Linked DNA regions of Mus musculus: region 2 is linked to region 1. Evidence: chromatin contacts called from public Micro-C data. All regions are on one chromosome and are shown on one strand. The core of a region is the stretch at or near the end of the contact, and the rest is flanking DNA. Distances in the headings are between cores, read along the strand shown. Region 1 has its middle 3.2 kb from the start of Gm41387. Region 2 has its middle 32 kb from the start of D630010B17Rik.

The links. Hi-C and Micro-C count contacts between places; a contact is called where the count stands out from the background.
Region 2: a contact with region 1 is called in a Micro-C map of palatal mesenchyme, with 3 times the contacts expected there. The contact joins two enhancer-like sites. A contact is called at or near these places in 4 of 484 Hi-C or Micro-C datasets (embryonic fibroblasts, myocytes, nephron progenitors and 1 more).

Annotation. Positions count from the first base shown.
Region 1 is chr15:93,655,612-93,658,311 of GRCm38.p6, forward strand. No RefSeq gene overlaps it. Among named protein-coding and RNA genes, the nearest start is that of Gm41387, 3.2 kb to the right of the region's middle. Within about 2 kb of position 1,325, at least 36 of the 459 cell types and tissues checked have an H3K27ac peak or open chromatin away from gene starts, as enhancers often do. A contact at or near this core is called in palatal mesenchyme, where this site is marked.
Region 2 is chr15:94,213,365-94,216,064 of GRCm38.p6, forward strand. No RefSeq gene overlaps it. Among named protein-coding and RNA genes, the nearest start is that of D630010B17Rik, 32 kb to the right of the region's middle. Within about 2 kb of position 1,292, at least 45 of the 459 cell types and tissues checked have an H3K27ac peak or open chromatin away from gene starts, as enhancers often do. A contact at or near this core is called in palatal mesenchyme, where this site is marked.

The sequences.
Region 1 (2,700 bases), core at 75-2,574:
GCATGTGTGTGCATGTGTGCATATGTGTGCATGTGTGTGTGCATATATGTGTGTGCATGTGTGCATACGTGTGCATGTGCTTATCGTGTGCCTGTCATGTGCATCTGTGTATGTGTGTGTGCACATATGTGTGTGTGTGTGTGTGTGTGTGCGCGCATGTGTGTAGTATCTGGGCAAGAGAGGCTACCCCTGCATTGCCTCCATCAAAGAGAAATATCAAACCCATTCTGACTGCAAATTACAAAATAGTCAGAATTACAGAGCTGCAAAGTTTACCACTCATAAACTGGTAGCTTTCCAAACTGCAGGCCAAGCCTTATCTCCATAGCTGACACACACACTTTATCTCGCCTGTGGAAAAAGGGTACGGCTTAGCTTTCAAATGAACATAGATGCTGAAGTGTGACCACAGTGCACAGTGCCGACTCTTAAGCTGTGAATTGGCGTTGTTTGTCTAGATATTTTTTTTTGTCACAATTCTATGCCTTTGTGGTTACCACACATATCTAGTTGCCTAATGGTGTGGTACCCAGTAGGTAGGGGAGAAGCGGGGAGAGCTTGCGGATGGGTTACAGTTCTGCCATCGGCCATCTTCATCTCCATCACCAGCTTTGCAGCATCTGCATCGACTGCAGCATCTCTTCTCATCCCCCCAAGCCCCCGCCTTCCCTGAAGTGTTGACTTAAAATGCTCTTGAAGCACTTTACAGTCCTGCTTTCTCCCATCCTTGGCATATATGACTGCCCATGCTTAGGATGTTTTCCACTTTCTTCCTGGCTTAGTTGACACCTCCTCTGTCCCCACTGCCACCTGCTGCTCAAGGGTAACCTTGTAGGTGTGCATTTGCTTGAATCCATGCATCCCAGCTCTTGTTCAAGCCAAGCTTTCACAAGCAGAATTTCGCCGTGGTTCAGAGCACATGGCTCGGAGCACCTCGATGTCGATGCTTGTATTAGACCAGCTTGAGTTTCTTCATAAGGATTGAGGCTCCCTGGCACAGAGACCATGCCAGTTTGCTGCCTGGTTGTAGGTTAGATTTTTGCAAAGTTAAGTTGGCTGCAAGCGAGGTGCTTCCTGCATGGCCCAGCTCCAGTTCTGACTTTTTTCATTCACATATTTGATTTCTACTTTTTTTGTGTGTGACCCCGTAACTAGTCTTAGAACCCTTCAAGGGCAGAAACTGAGTATATTTGTCTCTGTAGCACTAAGGTATGCATCTATTTTTAAACAGAATGTGAGGAGAGGGCCCACCTGCAAGGCTGTGACATAATCAGAAAGCTATGTCCTATATACTGTCTCTTCTAAAAATAGCCCGGCACATGCTCGGCTATAATATGACTCAGATGCTTCCCGTAGTAGATTTTCAGGGAGACGCCTGTCTTCATACTCTAGTTAGAGCCCTGAAGTCGAGTTAGTCTTTAAAAGGAATGGTTAGGAAACTGTTAGGATATATCACTCTTAAGGATGTATCAATCCTGGGTTTCATTGGAGGCAGAGACTCCTTCCGCCACACATCTCTTCTTCCCAATGTTGCTTTTGCCCCTTACCCTTTAGTAAAAGCGAAAGGACAGGACACAGGGCCTGGCAGAACTACCTATGGACTGTCTGAAATATGTAAGTGAAACTTTTGGGGGCTTCATACTTGGAGTTAAACTTGGGTTTTGTCCTTAGCTAGTTGAGTGACCTTAGTGAGTTGGTGGCATCTCTCCGAGTGTTCTTGTCACACAAAGTGGAAACAGGGCTATGCCTGAGCCCACAGGGCTGCAGCAATCACAGTGGAGACTGTGAGCTGCGTGACATGCACAATAGTTGCTTTTCCTCTGCCAGTGGGGTCGGGTGGCCAATTCGGTGAGCATCCCGGTGGGACAGACATCTTGGGATAGGTAACACAACCCCTATTTTCTTTTTTTCTTCTCTTTCTTCCTTCCTTCCTTCCTTCCTTCCTTCCTTCCTTCCTTCCTTCCTTCCTTCCTTTCTTTCTTTCTTTCTTTCTTTCTTTCTTTCTTTCTTTTTGGTTTTTCGAGACAGGGTTTCTCTGTGTAGCCCTGGCCGTCCTGGAACTCTGTAGACCAGGCTGGCCTCGAACTCTGAAATCTGCCTGCCCCTGCCTCCTGAGTGCTGGGATTAAAGGCGTGCGCCACCATGCCCGGGTCTCTTTTTTTCTTTGTAAAGGCGTAGTTCAAGAGGACTGAAAGGGTCTTGGGAAGCCCCATCTCCCATGCATTCTTGTGTTGGCTGAGGGATGGCGGCAGGGGCTGGATGTGAGCACTTTGAGGACAGATGCACACCTTCAAAAGAACAAGGCAATAAAAGTCTATGAGCAAGACAGAGCCGATGGGACCTTGCTCCATAAGGACCCTGTGCTGAAGGAAGGCCCTGCCTCCTGGCAGCTGCAGACTCTGACTGCATTTTTATTGTAGATTTTTGAGTGTGAATTTTTTTTTTTAAATGTGTGATGTCTTGTTGTCATGTTCACTTCCTCTGAGCCTGGTGTTTACTTTTTTTTTATTAATTATTATTTTTTTCTTTCTAGCAGTGGAAGCTCAGATTAGACAGCGAAGTGGAAGAATATTATATTTTCCACATGGCAACCCAAAGTGAAGAATAATTGTTGCAGCATTCTGGGTCTAGAGAAAGGTTTTGCTCAGGGTTTTTTTGTAATTCCGACCTCTAGACTTGACCTTGGGGTTATAGTCCAGT
Region 2 (2,700 bases), core at 42-2,541, 560 kb after region 1:
GAAAAGGATTTTTATGTCTCTTCTTATTTGCATTTGTTTGTCAAAATCTCTTTAAAGCGATTTATAGGGTAATCTTCCAAAAATTCTCTTATGTTTGACTTATTTGTAAAAGCGATACATTTGTGTCGATGTTTTATGTTTTACATTTTTTTTTCCAGCCCATTTAAAAACCTCACTTCTCTCTAGTCAATCCTTAAACAGTTGGGGAAAAAAAAATCATGTTCTCGATTTCACATGAAATACAAGAGTGCCCTCTCTTGTCCACCACAGAGTAATACAGCTGAAAAGGAAAGGTCCTCTTTAGTGACAAGGAACTGATAGAGGCATCTCTAATAATAAATACACCTTAGATTTTAATAAGAAAAGGGAGATTTATTGCAAGAAAACCACAATGCAAGGAGGGCTGAGTCTCAAGAGGTAGATACACTGAGTCTGAATAGACCTAGGAGTTAGAATGCGTTTCATTTTCAAAGTCACTGAAATATTTGCACTGTTAGGGAGATAGCAATCCCTCTGATATGTATCTATAAATAATAACATGTTGACTTTTCACTTTTAAAATCACTGAAATAAAAGCAACGGAAATATGATGTTGGTAGCTATTGTTGTTGTCAATACAGGATTGCACAAACTGTGCCACACCTGCTGAAGGGAGTTTTTGTTGCCCCATCTCCCTTGGGAAGCCATTGAAACAAACAAAATGTATCTAGGTCTTTGTGTTAGCTAGGAAAGACCAACCTGGTGTAGAGATTTCCTGGTCAGGTCAGACAGAATGTACTAGTGGAGACCAGAGTCCCTGCCACGTTCCAAGAGAGGCACAAGGGATACTATGCTGTGGTTTTGATTGGCTTTCCCAGAAGTTTAAAGTGAAAAAGCAACCACACTGTGTTCATGTTTCCTGGAATCTCAGATGAGGCAGTTATACCAATAAATCCTTCACCTTCTATGAAAGATGTTTCCTTAAAGCATGAAGGGAAGTTGTATTTATTAGAGGGATTTGGGGGAAAGACAGCACAAGTTTTTAAATCTAAGATTACTCCTTGCTCAGCTCCCCCTGACACATACACCCCACACTCTAGCAGTGTTTTATGCTCCTGTCAAGCGCTGCTCACTGACAAATCTTAGTCCTACAACCACTCCCCATGGTTTGAGATCTATCCCAAGACAGAAGTAACCTCTGAGGATCAGAGTCGCCCACACAGGACATAGTGAGCTTCTCCATAGGTGGCTGTAGCTGTTTGCAGAGTCTAAGGTCACGTGTGCACAGAACATCTGGTGCTCATTTCCTTCTGAGATATGCTGCCGCTGCTGCCGCCGCTGCTGCCACCATCTGAATAACGGATCACTCTGAAGCTCTGTGTAGCTGCGTAAGAACTGGATCACTCACTACCACGGGGGTCTCCCTATGGCTATTGTGAATCCCACAGCTCTCCTGTGTGACAGAAGCTATTGTCATCTTCCCTTTACCCAGAGTAGTGAGCATCACCTAGATCACATATCCAGATTTACTGGCTGGAAGTTGAGTTTGAACACAGATCAAGGAATTGAGTGGTAGGCTTGTCCTGTCCTAACTGTTCTCACCTCCCAAACTCATATCTGCTCTTCAAAGCTCTGATCTTCAACAATGTTGCTTCATGAGTTGTTCCCCCTCTCTCATTCTCTCTCTCTCTCTGTGTGCGTGTGTATGTGTGTGTATGTGTGTGTATGTTCCAAACAGCATCATCCTTAGCTATCTTTTTTAGTGGTTGTTTTATTATTTATCTATTTGCATATTTTTTTCTCCAAAGGGTTTCTTTGTGTAGCCCTGGCTGTCCTGGATATCACTCTGTAGACCAGGCTGGCCTCAAACTCAGAAATCCGACTGCCTCCACCTCCCAAGTGCTGGGATTAAAGGCGTGCACCACCACTGCCTGGCTCACACATGCGTTTCTTATAGGAAAGGGCACTTACCTATAGAGTGATGAGGCGTAAAACAGCGTCTTAAGTAGGTTGACTTATCATCAAGGTATCTATCCATTCTGCCAGTACTTACTAAGACCTGATGATCCTAGGTGCCAGGTGTACAGCAGTAGATGAGTAAGGTCAACTACATGCATAGTTTTAAAACTAATGAATTGAATATGAGGAGAGCTCTAGACATAATTTTAATTAATGCCCCACTTTGTTGGTAATTATCAGCTTTTAGTAGAAAGGTAGCTTGCCAATCTATTTTTTTGTCCTTATTGATGGACTAATTGAGAACATAATTACAGCTCATTAAGAGTTTTCTGAAGATCTATAGAAGGATCATCAAGATACAAACAGAAGTATCTTTTAAAAAGGGAGAAAGCAAGTGATAGGGGCCAATAGGGGAAAATATAGAATCTTTCTGATTTTTTTTAATTTGGGTAATCTATTGGAATGAGTTACAAATTGAAAATATTTGGCAGATGCGGATTTATTAACAACTAAAGAAATGAATCCGAGTGCAGCTCCGTTTTATCCGCACAGTAGATCAATATATTTTGCAGGCTGCTATTTCCTGGATAGGTCTGGCTTAGTATCATTGCTTTATAGAGTAAGGTATTTTTCCTTTTTGTTTTGTTTTGTTTTTCCCCTCGAGAACTCTCATCAAGGTATTGTCTATCTGACAATGTAAATCAGATGGAATTAAAGTCACCTCCATTGATTCGCCTATGAGGGATGAGATCTGGAGATTGA